Linked DNA regions of Mus musculus: all the other regions are linked to region 1. The links are chromatin contacts, called in public HiCAR-type and promoter capture Hi-C maps. All regions are on one chromosome and are shown on one strand. The core of a region is the stretch at or near the end of the contact, and the rest is flanking DNA. Distances in the headings are between cores, read along the strand shown. Region 1 holds the start of Pus7 (pseudouridylate synthase 7). Region 2 holds the start of Atg9b (autophagy related 9B). Region 3 holds the start of Smarcd3 (SWI/SNF related, matrix associated, actin dependent regulator of chromatin, subfamily d, member 3). Region 4 holds the start of Kcnh2 (potassium voltage-gated channel, subfamily H (eag-related), member 2).

Region 1 (2,729 bases), core at 113-2,612:
ACAAAAAGTAGGGTGAAGGGGCCATGGAGATGGATCGGAGGTAAGGGCACTTGCCAAGCAAGCCTGACGACTTGGCTTCCGTCCCCAGAAACCATGTAAGGTAGAAGGAGAGGACCAGCTTCTGCAGACTATGCTCCAGCCTCCACATGTACGCATGCCCACATCATAAACACACAATAATAATAAGTAACTAAGGTAGAGAGTGAAAGCGGAAAGCACCATGATGGGCCTCAGGTCTCCACAAACTCAGAACTGTACATGGACCTTAGTTTTTGATATTTTGATGGTCTTAGGCAACCCCTTGAAAGGGCCACTGGAACCCCAAGGGGTTAAGGAACTACTGATTGACACCGTTCAGAGTTCCAGTCAGGGAACGATGCTGGTCCTGTACGATTACAATGAACCCAGTCAGGATAGTCCAGCATAGGCATGACCAGGGCTTGTCTCCAAGGTAATTCTAGACTCTGTCAAATTGACAACACTAATCATCACATATGCAAACCTCACATATGTAAAACACATGGTTACAACAAACACCACACACACACACACACACACACACACACACGTCTAAGAGGAATACAAAGATCTGAAATAACAGGATTTTGTTTGTTTTGGTTTGGTTTTCTTTTTCTTTTTTTTTTTTTCTATTTTGTTTTTTCAAGACAGGGTTTCTCTGTATAGCCCTGGCTGTCCTGAAACTCACTCTGTAGACCAGGCTGGCCTCGAACTCAGAAATCTACCTGCTTCTGCTTCCCAAGTGCTGGGATTAACGGTGTGTACCATTACTGCCCAGGTTTTTGTTTGTTTGTTTAAAAAAAACCAAAACAACAGGGTCTTACCTAGGCCATGTTTACCTGGGATTCCTTACATATCCCAAAGTGCCCTTAAGTTTCTGATCCTTCTGTCCATATCACCTGAGTGCTTGGATTATGGGCTTTTGACTCTCCACAAATCTTGATTTATTTTATTATATTTTATTTTACCCTGAGTTGAAATCTGGCAAAATATTAGACCTGAAATGCTATGGAATGCTTTGATTTGGTCAGTTGGCTACTTGAAGCATGAGAAGAAAAATATATTTTATTTTTCTTTACGCCAAAGCATTAACCAGCTATGATGGAATCTTCTTGAAGACAGTCCTCCTGGGGAGCTGTCAAAGGTAAGAAACCCATTCTATTAATATGCACTATTAACCATAGCTGTGAAAGAAGCTCCCATTTAAGCACAATTAACAACTAATAAGGTAGTCTCTGTTTTTGAAGTCCTAAAGGTTTCTTTGCATAAGGCAAGTCACTTCCCAGGCGCCGATGGGCGGAGCGTCCTCGGGAGCGGAGGGCCGGTGGAGCGGGCCCCGCCCCGGGGCGTGGTCGGCGCGGCGCAGCGCCGCACGTGTGCGAGCCCGGCGGCTGGTGGGATAACCCGTCCCTGTGCGTCTCCACGCGGTGCAGCCTGTGCTGGTCGGCGCTGGCCGCCGCCTCCTGCGAGTCACCGCCGCCGCCCTCCCGCGTCCCGAGCCGAGCGTCCTCTTCTCCGCTCGGCCCGCGCCCTCAGGCTCCCGGTAAGTGCTCTGCTTTGCGGCGTGGCCCCAGGCCTCCGGAGAGGCGCGCGGCCGGGGAGGGAGGGCGGCCGTGGTCGCAGCTCGCGCTGCTCCCTGTTTCTCCGCCGCCAGCTCCACCTTCCCCGCTTGTCTTATTTCTGCTCCACGCACCCGGATCCTTGATCCCGGACCCCTAGTTCCCGATCCATGCTCCCCGATCCCGGCTATTCGCCCTGATCCCCGCCGTTCGTTAAGCGGCGCCGCGTCCCGATCCTCTGGCCGCGCCGCTGTGGGCTAGAACCTTCTTTTTCCACTTCTTCCTTGCTTTGTGGTGCCTCAGGCACTCCCCAAACTCAATTCCCTGTTAGAAAAACAAACCAGCCTTCCCCCGGTCCTGCTCAGCGCTCCCAGATCGTCCGAGCAGCCTGCACTGGTCCCGGCCTGGTGCTGGGTACTGGGCGCAGATGTTTTACTTGCTGGGCAGGCCTTAAGGGCCGCTGCTCTTCTCAACCACGGAGAAGCGATCAGGCTGACGTCTGGGGTCTTTTCTCCAACCTCTGCTGGGTGACAGTGCAGGCTACTTATTCTGTGGTCCATACCACCAAGCCCTTCACTGAGGGGCCTTTAAAATGGCCAGCACATGGTTATTGCTCTTAATTACTGCCAGTCAAGGAAGAAGGGTTTAGTTCAAGGCCATTTCTTTAAAAAAGAGATCTCTAAAATATAGGTGCTACTTTGTTTTGTTCCCACTCTTAAACAACAACAAAAATCTGTGGCCATCCGTAAAACACTATGCCTCAATGTCAGGGCAATGGTTTTACTAACGAAGGAGCTGTCAAATATCAGACTGTTCACTGTAGTGAGAAAGAGGGGAAACTATGTGCAGTCATTAGCAAATAACCAACAGTCAGAATTTGTTAACTTAACAAGTTTATTTGAATACATAAACCTCTTTTGTCTTGAGATAGGACTTACTATGTAGACCAGGCTGGCTTGAACTAGAGACACAAGTCTTTCTCAGCCTTTTGAGTGCTGCCCTTATAGGAGAGGGACGGCCACTTGAGTTCCCCTCTGAACATCTCTCTCTCTCTCTCTCTCTCTCTCTCTCTCTCTCTCTCTCTCTCTCTCTCTCTCTCTCTCTCTCTCTCTCTCTTTGGGGGAAGGGTTGAGGCAGAGTCTCTCTGTTATG
Region 2 (3,099 bases), core at 87-2,586, 610 kb before region 1:
TGAACATTGTTATGTTACTAGTATCATTGTCATTTATTGGTGGTGCTTCCGGGACTCAATTTTTCTTGAGCTGAGGGTCGCAAAGTCATGCTCTGGAATGAGCAGAGTGAAACTAGACAGAGCAATGAGCCAGAATTTGCTTGAGTTTGGGGCTGAGGAGATAAGGATGTGTGTAGAGGTAGTCTTAAGCAAGTATATACTATATGTGAGTAATGTCAGAGGGAGGTACCAGCTAAAGCCACACTTAACCTCTCTCTCTCTAGAGGTCTCAGAAAGATCATGGGAATTTCCTGCCACCGGGGTACCCCCCCACGCCCACTTCCTTGGGATTCCATTTTGCCACAAAGCATAGCTTTGCACCTTACCTAGACACAAAAGTATGGGAGTCATGAACTCTTGTTATATAAGAAAATCAGGCAGTCTGGGATAAACCTGTGGGATGTTCCATGGATGTCCTCCACGCTCCTCCAGGAAATGCTCTAGGAAGCACAGTTTTCCTCTCCGCCTCTGAGATACTGGCTTGATCGCTGGAGGCCCTGACACCTGCTCCATAAGTCAATATCTCAGGCATGGGCTTCAGTAGGGCAGTTGGTGACTCATGGCCTTGGGAATGGCGTTGGGCAAGCCATCAGACCAGCCACCTGGGCCTCCTCCTCCCGGGTGAGGCAACAACAAAGAACTCAACTGAGCCAGTCCATCCCCACACACCCAAATTATCCTCTCAAGGCCCCTGCCTTCCTGCGCTGACGTGTCTCAGGAGGCCCCGACACCAGGTCAGGACTGGAGGAGAGTACATCAGGGTTCAAGAGGATAAGGAAGATACAGTGGAACTCTCAAGGAACCAGCCTTTTTTCCTTAAGCTCCAATCTAGGATGGCTAGCACTCCTTCCTTTTACTCCTTGTTTTCTCCTGGCTAACCACAAAGTCTGCCCTCTTTCATTCAGAGAAAGAAAATATACAGCTTTTTTTTTTTTTTTTTTTTTTTAAGATAGGGTCAGATGTTGCCCAGAACAGCTTCAGTCTCCTGATCCCGCTACTCTGTCTCCTCCTAAGTGCTGGGAAATCTGAATGCACCTCCTGTTTGGGCATGTGGCCTTAAATCATTCTCTACTGACTGGTGCCCACAGGTGTGAAGGGATGGGAGTGCAATTGTAGGAACGAGAGCTTCACTATTTTGTCTGCACATGCTAGAGCCCTCTGATAGGATTTTGCTCTCTGTGCATATTATTTTTGTTGCAGCTGCCCTGTCTTTGCCACTTGTGCCCTTGAGGACTGAAAGCAGAGATCATAGGTGTCTCTTCTAATCCCAATAGCTCTTGAGCCCCTGCCTCCTAAACTGGTGTCCGTCCCAGGCATGGGGCTTGGGCCCCAGGTTGCCTTGCAAGGAGTGTGAGTGATCACACAGGTGGCTGAGGGTTGGCATGCCTGAGGCCTGCCCAGCCTGAGTCACCTAGTGCTGTTGTTGTCCTGCTCCTTGTTGAAGTCTCCGCTCAGCTTCACTGACCTCTGTGGAAACAACAGCAGTCCAGTCCCTTCAACCTCTCAAGAGAAGCTGCGGCCTGATGGTGAGACGAACGGGGTGGGGGGGGAGCAGGAGGCAACGGGGGCGGTGGGGAGACTTGGGGCCCAGCTCAGTGCCTCTGCTCCCTATGGCACTGCCACTGCCTGCTTCTCCATGCCGGGGAACTGGGGGAAGGAGGATCTCTGTCTTCTCTCTGTCCCCTGCCCCTCGCACAAGAAGCTGCTCCTCTTCAGTGTTCCCTCCGGCCTCAGGGTCTCCCTGCCTGGTGATTCAGGAGGCAGGGGCTTCTCAGACTCCACACAATGTCTTACCCACCCCGACCACACCCTCAACGCAGGCCCATCCCACAATGATACACACCTCTGCTTCCCCCTCGTGGGGGTCCCACTCCACCCCACCCCTGGCCTCGGCCACTCCCCCTCCCTCCTGCCCGCGCCCCCAGGACCATCCTGGGCTGCGGATGGGCCCTCTGATCCCTGAGCAGGACTATGAACGGCTAGAGGACTGTGACCCTGAGGGGTCTCAAGACTCCCCTATCCATGGGGAGGACCACCAACCCTTGCTTCATGTACCCGAAGGACTCCGCGGTGAGTGTGTGGGTATATGGAAGGTTGGGTGGGTTAGGGGGTCGAGGCAGGTTTGGGTTTGATAGAGAAATTAATCACAAATGGGACAATGCCAAGTCTTGACACTGTTTCTCTGTGCCCAGGTTCCTGGCATCACATCCAGAACCTGGACAGTTTTTTCACCAAGATATCCTTTGTGCCCAGCATGCAGAGGGGCATGGTGGGGGGACTGTGGAGCAGGGAAGAGTGGGGGAAGTTTCTACGGGAAGAGTCCGTAGGCTTAGGCAAATTTCTTGACAAACTTGCCACATCTACAGCTATCATCAGCGGAATGGCTTTGCCTGTATCCTGCTGGAGGATGTCTTCCAGCTGGGGTGAGAAGCCAGTCCTATCCCTAAGCTCTGCTCTTTCTTCTTGATTTTAGTATTTATTCTACTTTATTGATTTTTTGACCCAGGGTCTCATGTATCCTAGGCTAGACTTGAATTCCTGTCCCTCCTGCCTCCACTTCCTATGTGCTAGAATTACAGGCACAGTACTGTACCCAGTTTACGTGGTGCCGGAGATGAAATCCGGGGCTTTATATGCTAGGCAGACTCTGTCAACTGAGCTATGCCCCAGCTCTTCTTTTCAGTTTTAGGCTTGGTTGGGGCTCTGAAGGGCCAGGGGGCCAAATAGAGCTGCAGCCTGTCTGGTGTCTGGGCTAGGAGTCTGTCCGTCCGTCATGCCCCTAGCCTGAGCAGACCTCTCCTGCATCCTTTCCTCAGGCAGTTCATTTTCATTGTCACCTTTACAACCTTCCTCCTTCGCTGCGTGGATTACAATGTTCTCTTCAACAACCAACCAAAGAACCATACAAGACGTGGACCATTACACAGCAAAGTGACCTTGTCAGATGCCATTCTACCCTCGGCCCAGTGTGCAGAGAAGTAAGTGACAATCTAGTGGCTGCCTCTGGAGTAAGGTCACAAAAGGATAGGAAGAAAGGGACCTCCCCACACTGCCTCTTGG
Region 3 (2,841 bases), core at 314-2,813, 820 kb before region 1:
GCTGCTGGAGTCTGCCCATCCTGGAATACTGTCCCCCATAGCATCTAAGAAGATGTTTTCTCTAGTCTTTCACGGTGACAGTGGCCACCTGAAAGGACAATGACAGCTAGGCATACTAACAGGACCTGCAGGAAACAAAGATACAGGCCAAATAGACTGGGAGAGCATTCCTCTGCTCCTTATCCTGACCCATGAAGACATTCTGAAGGGCCAAAGGTTAGGGTCCCTCGGTGCAATGGGTCTTGAGGGCTCAAATTGTATGTGTTCCCACAAGTTCCCTCAGGCATTGTCCCTCTCTCAGCGGCAGCCCCAGCTAGCCCATAAACCTGACCCTTGATTGTCCTGAAACCCGCGGACTCCTCCTTCAGAAGGTGGGGACAGGCGTGGCTTGTGGAATGGGCGGAGCTTGGGCTCAACCTAGGGATCTCAGGATTTGTCCCCTCCTTTCTGTTCTTCCTCCCCTCCAGGGATGGCCAGTTCTATCCACACTGTCCCATTTAGGGTTTCCTCGTCTTCCTACCCCACACTCCTGCTTTCTCTTCGGTTCTGGGGCGGACTTCACCAATCCCGAGCTCTCTGGGTCTCCGCGCCAAAGCCATCAAGCCCTGCTTGCCTCACCCTTTCCTCCTACCCACCCAAGTACCCACCCTGGATCCGCGCCATTCCTCACAATGTACTCCTCCTGTTCTCATGAGTCCAGTCCATGTCCCCTTTTCGGAAATATTTCCCCTATTGCCCTCACTTTCTCGCACAGAGACAAACAAAGACTCACAAGCCCAGAAATAGACTCCAACAGAGCTGAAAGACACAGGCCGTGTCCTGCCCCGCACGCACGCGCGCAGGCTCGGCGGCTCTTGTGAAGGGAAGCACACAGACTGGGCGTTTGTCAGTGCACGCACATAAACATCCACACCCACAGCCTCTGCGCCGTGCCACAAAAGGGTGCAGACACACGGTGTGCGAGACAAGGGCACACACATCTGCGGGCGCCCGGGAGCCCGCCTAGCCCGGCACACCCACCGCGCTGGCCCTGGGACAGGAGCAAGGCCTGCTTCGGGCTCGGGTTCCCCCCCAGATTCCTTCCAGCAAATGTTTCCCTACTTGGCCTGCCTGGTCCCAGGGGAAAGGGCCTCAGAAATGCTGCAGGAGCCACTTGGGGGAAAAAAGTTGGAACTGTCTGTTCCCTGCCTGGCCATGTCGGCGAATTCCCTAACCGAGAAACTATTTGTGGCGAGGGCAGAGTGGCTGGCGAGCCCCTTGTCACCTCCCGTGGTGTTCCCTCCCCGAGCCGCCACCGATGGGCCCCGGGCGGCCTGGGCGCAGCGCAGCTGCCCATCGCGCAGCCTCCGGGCAGATCGGCTCGTCTCGCCGCTTCTGTGCGCCGCTTGGACCACGCGGAGTGCACAGGAGGGCCGCTCCGTCCCCGGCGCGTCGCAGGCAGACCCCGGGCCGCCGGACTATTTCTGTCTTATCAGTGCAGGAATGCGGCAGCCGCGGCGGCGGCGGCGGCGGGCGGGCGGCGGCGGCGGCGTGGGCCGTGGGCCGTCAGGGCAGCCCTGAAGGGGCCCCCTCCCCACTCCGCTCGAGTAGAAGTGTGAGAGAGCCCAGCAGGACTCAGAGGGGAGAGTTGGAGGAAAAAAAAGGCAGAAAAGGGAAAGAAAGAGGAAGAGAGAGAGAGAGTGAGAGGAGCCGCTGAGCCCACCCCGATGGCCGCGGACGAAGTTGCCGGAGGGGCGCGCAAAGCCACGAAAAGCAAACTTTTTGAGTTTCTGGTCCATGGGGTGGTGAGTGGGGGAAAGTTAGCGGGGGAGGGTGAGCGAGCTGGCTCGGGCTGAATGGAGGGATGATCGGGAGGGGCCGCCGGCGCGCTCCGGCTCTCCCACCCCTTTGGTTGAGGGGCGCACGGTCACGGCCCAACCCTGGGACCTTGCGGGCGCCCTGGCATCCGAACACGTCGCCAAGCGGTCGGCTGGGGATGGGCGCGCGGCGGCCGGGAAGAGAGGCGTCGGCTTGGGTTCTTCTCAGGGGCAAGGGGTGGGATGTGGGCACCGTGCCTCCCCCAAGAGGGGGGTCCCCTCTGTAACTGACATGTCTCACATTCTTTTACTGGTGGGCTCAGGTGTTACCCCTGCCCTGGGGGTGGGGGTGGGGTGGTGACTCGAACACACAGCTAGGGCAGGGCTGCCTGTTGTCCCTGTTCATCCTTTGGGACAGGGTCACTCCGACTAGGTCTGAGCAGCTAGGAGCAGGTGACCTAAGAGCAAAAGCTCTCTGCTGAACAACCTCTGCATCCTAGCAGGAGGGCCTTGAGGACTTGGCCCTGCTGTCAGAGCTGAGAAGGGTCTACTTGTGAGACCTCAAGTTAAGCAGTCAGAAGATCTCCTTGGCAGGCTCAGCCACCAGAAGTTGATGACCTTAACACCTCAAAGGTGTGAAGGAGGGGCAGGAGTTGGGGACATGAGGCCTAGAAACCAAAGGGATAGTACTATACCGTTCTAACACACACACACACACACACTCACACACTCACGAAGACATGTGAGGAGTCTGAGGGTACCCAGGAACCTATTGAGGTGGAGAGCCTGCTGTGAGGAGCTCTAAGCCTGGGCATATGGAGGGAAGAGTCAGTCATATTTACTATGGCCAAATTTGGTTGTGACTCCAGGAAGCACCATTTCAGTGAGAGGCAAGGGCCCCCAGAATCTGACCCTTATGAGGCTGTTACTGATGGCAGGCTCCTGGGGGCCCCTAGAAGCCTTCTTCTCAGGGCCTCATTAGACCCAACAGTATCAGTGGCCTTGATGAATAGGAGAGTGGCTGATAGGGAAGAGGGCTTCTCTG
Region 4 (2,898 bases), core at 171-2,670, 570 kb before region 1:
TTTTGCTCCTGGAGTAAGAGTAAGGTAAGAGTCTGGCTGGCGTGGTCTCATGGCGACCTTTCTTGCGCCGTCCGTCGCCCCCTCTCCCCCATCCAATGAAGGTTCCCGCTGGTGACAAGACCCAGCCCCTTGCTGCAAGGACAGAGGCAGCTGCAAGCCCTCAGGAACCCCCACATGGCCCCATCCATCTAGACAGGCCTCTGATCCGGGTTGCAGGCAGGGGAGGGGATTCAAGGCCGCCTCAACTCCAGCTGCCTGGCTCCTCCCCACAGCAGGCCTGCTCAGCTGTCAACACTCGCCTCTCGGCCTTGCCCTGCCCCAGGCGTCGCTGAGCTGCTCAAATCAAGGACACCTCAGCCGCCCGAAGCCCCCTACTCAGGCCCCAACAGGCGGTGGGCAGGCAGTGGGCAGGCGGCTGGTGGACACCCTGCCTGCCCTTGAGCATCCTCAGACCTCTTTGCCTAAATAAGGGAGCTGCTGCTGGAGCGAGCCAGCTGGCAGGGGGAGGGGCCCAAGGCAAGGCCAGGGTTTTCCGAGGGGGCTGGGCCGCCCGGGCCGCCTCGGGGGGCCCCAAGCCCTCCTATTGGGCCTATGAGGTTCCTTCAGCAGAGGGAGGGAAGGCCTCTAGCTCACGGGGATCCCCTGGCTGGGACCTCGCACTCAAGGAAGGGCCTCGCTTTGCTCTTACAGCTAAAAGGCCGCAACTGCTGTCGGTCTCTTTGTACGTGTCATCCATGGAGAGATTCGAATAACCACCGAGAGGTTATAACTCCCTGGAGACAGGGGAGGCGTGCCTCTCTTACGGCTCACCCACCCTTGTCTCAAAATTTTACAGCTTCCACATTCCCTGTTCTTCCCATTTTCTGGCTGTCCCCTGGTCCTAGGGCGGCTCATCTCAGAGCCTAGGCCTCACTCAACCCCGTCACCCACAGCACATTCCGACATCGAGCTGTGGGTACTCAGCCTGCCCTAGGCGCAGCAGGGAAGCAGGAGATAAAGGGTTGGTCCTGTCCCCATCAAATCGGGTTTCTCAGTCCTGAGTCTGGGAGGGGGCGATATGCCCTTCTCCCTGGTCACCTCCAAACCGACCATCGCACCTGTCCTCACCGTTCCCCTACTTAAAGGTCCCTTCCCCCTCTCGGCGGAGCGCGAGTCCCGGGGGCGCGGTAGCGGAGCGAGGGGTTGGGACTCCGGGAGCGCTCGGCGCGGCTCAGCCAATAAGAAGGGCGGGCGCTCGGGGTGGCGGGGAGAGGGCGGTGCTGCCGGCGCGCGGCGACAGGAGGGGGCCGGGAGGCGGGGGCCGGAGCCGGAGGGGCGCGCGCCGCATTAACCCTTCAGCCGCCGGACCAAGCCGCAGGCGCTGCCCGAGCCGCGGGCGCTGGAGCGGCTGTCGGCGCGGCGGCGGCGGGCAGGCGTGAGCCGGGAGCCCGGCGCTGGAGCGGGCGGAGCGCGGCGCGGGGACGAGGTGCAGCCGGGCCCGTGGCACCACCAGCCCGGGTCGACAGACAGGTGTGCCGGCGCCGCAGCTCCAGCAGCTTCAGGCCCGGCCCAGGGTCCGGAGCCGGCAGCCACTAAGCAGAGCGGGAATCCCGCGCCCTCGGTCCAGTTCCGGCCCCGCCCGCACTCAGCTTGGCCGCGGGGTGCGGAGACCACGGCCCGGCCAGGCCACCCGAAGCCTAGTGCTGGGCCGGGCCGGGCCAGGGTGGGTGGGGGCCCGCCCGGCCCGCCCATGGGCTCAGGATGCCGGTGCGGAGGGGCCACGTCGCGCCGCAGAACACCTTCCTCGACACCATCATCCGCAAGTTTGAGGGCCAGAGTGAGTGGGGGAGGGGGCAAGGCGGGGAGGGGGTCTGGGGGGGTGGGTCCAGTTCTGCTGAGTGTGGCTGGGGGGGCGTGCCCGGGCCGTGTGCAGTGCAAAAATGTGAGTCAGTAGGGGCTGGTGGGCCCTGAGACTTACGCCAGGAGCCAAGGGGACAAGGCTTGGTGCCAGGGACCACTGGCATAGGACCAAGGGGCCTAGTGTTGCAGCTAGGGGTCGGAGAGTGAGTATGACACCAGGAATGTGCAGGAAAGGGAGGTGGGATGAGATGTGTAGGTGTTTCCAACTCTAAATGTCCAGAGTTGATGAGATTGTGTGTGTGTGCTGTCCTAAGACTGTTTATGACCTAAGCTGTTGGTCCCTAAAAGTACACTGCGCGTTCCAGTCTTGGCTGTGTTGTATGTGACAGACTAAAACTAGAGGTGTAGGATTAGTGACCAAATCTGCTCTTGAGTGTGTGACAAGTATATGGTCAAATCCCTGTGTCACTAATGAATTCGAGTCTGCATGGGCCGTGGAGAGGCGTCTCCGGCAAGTCCCCAAGATTGTGGGCCCTGTGCTGAGAGGCTGCTGCACACCTGAAGCTGGCTTTGGGGCGAACAGGCTGGCCATGGAGTTCCAGTGTGGTGGACTTTCCTGCTGGGGATGGTACCCCAAGCCCCTTTGGGTTTGGGTGACTACAACTCCCCTTATTCGGACCTGGCAAGGGAGACTTCCAGAAATGTGTCCTAGGCTAGGTGAATGTTTGGTGTTGGTGTGCCTGTCCTCAAGGCTGCATGTGCCACAGAGTGTGTGACTGCAAAGGGCCCCTGGAGCAGGAGGGTGACATTCCTTGCCTGTGACCCTGTGCACACAGGACAATGTGTGCTTTACTGTGTTGGGAGGGAGGGCTCAGTTGGATGGGCAGCATTGTCCCTAGACAGAGAACAGGATGATCCCGAAGAGGTGGTGCAGGCCTAAGGGCAGGGGGCAGGCCCTTGCTCGGGCTTTCTTTTCCTACCAGTTAGGTAGGCAGGGGCAGAATCTGAGAAGATCTTGGACTGGGTCCTAGAGGCTTGGCTTCTGGCCCCGCCTCTGCC

The links. Promoter capture Hi-C pulls out the DNA fragments that hold promoters and counts their contacts. HiCAR-type assays count read pairs that join an accessible place to other places. Capture Hi-C pulls out chosen DNA fragments and counts their contacts.
Region 2: a contact with region 1 is called in a promoter capture Hi-C map of pre-B cells, with 2.9 times the contacts expected there. The contact joins the promoter of Atg9b here to the promoter of Pus7 in region 1. A contact is called at or near these places in 2 of 39 promoter capture datasets (the C10 cell line and pre-B cells) and 2 of 9 other capture datasets (adipose tissue and liver).
Region 3: a contact with region 1 is called in a promoter capture Hi-C map of liver, with 2.1 times the contacts expected there. The contact joins the promoter of Smarcd3 here to the promoter of Pus7 in region 1. A contact is called at or near these places in 2 of 484 Hi-C or Micro-C datasets (CD4 T cells and embryonic stem cells), 2 of 115 datasets of contacts at active chromatin or transcription factors (bone marrow-derived macrophages and extraembryonic endoderm stem cells) and 1 of 9 other capture datasets (liver).
Region 4: a contact with region 1 is called in a HiCAR-type map of astrocytes, with 2.5 times the contacts expected there. The contact joins the promoter of Kcnh2 here to the promoter of Pus7 in region 1. A contact is called at or near these places in 1 of 484 Hi-C or Micro-C datasets (CD4 T cells), 1 of 115 datasets of contacts at active chromatin or transcription factors (astrocytes) and 1 of 9 other capture datasets (adipose tissue).

What each region holds. Positions count from the first base shown.
Region 1 is chr5:23,782,344-23,785,072 of GRCm38.p6, reverse strand. It overlaps Pus7 (pseudouridylate synthase 7), which reads left to right and starts at 1,362. Exons shown (of 16, transcript NM_178403.5): 1 at 1,362-1,561.
Region 2 is chr5:24,390,380-24,393,478 of GRCm38.p6, reverse strand. It overlaps Atg9b (autophagy related 9B), which reads left to right and starts at 1,336. Exons shown (of 14, transcript NM_001002897.3): 1 at 1,336-2,109; 2 at 2,232-2,275; 3 at 2,398-2,462; 4 at 2,856-3,017. The coding sequence starts at 1,563.
Region 3 is chr5:24,600,724-24,603,564 of GRCm38.p6, reverse strand. Smarcd3 (SWI/SNF related, matrix associated, actin dependent regulator of chromatin, subfamily d, member 3) reads left to right here and starts at 1,563. Exons shown (of 13, transcript NM_025891.3): 1 at 1,563-1,784. The coding sequence starts at 1,707.
Region 4 is chr5:24,350,126-24,353,023 of GRCm38.p6, reverse strand. It overlaps Kcnh2 (potassium voltage-gated channel, subfamily H (eag-related), member 2), which reads left to right and starts at 1,420. Exons shown (of 15, transcript NM_013569.2): 1 at 1,420-1,816. The coding sequence starts at 1,741.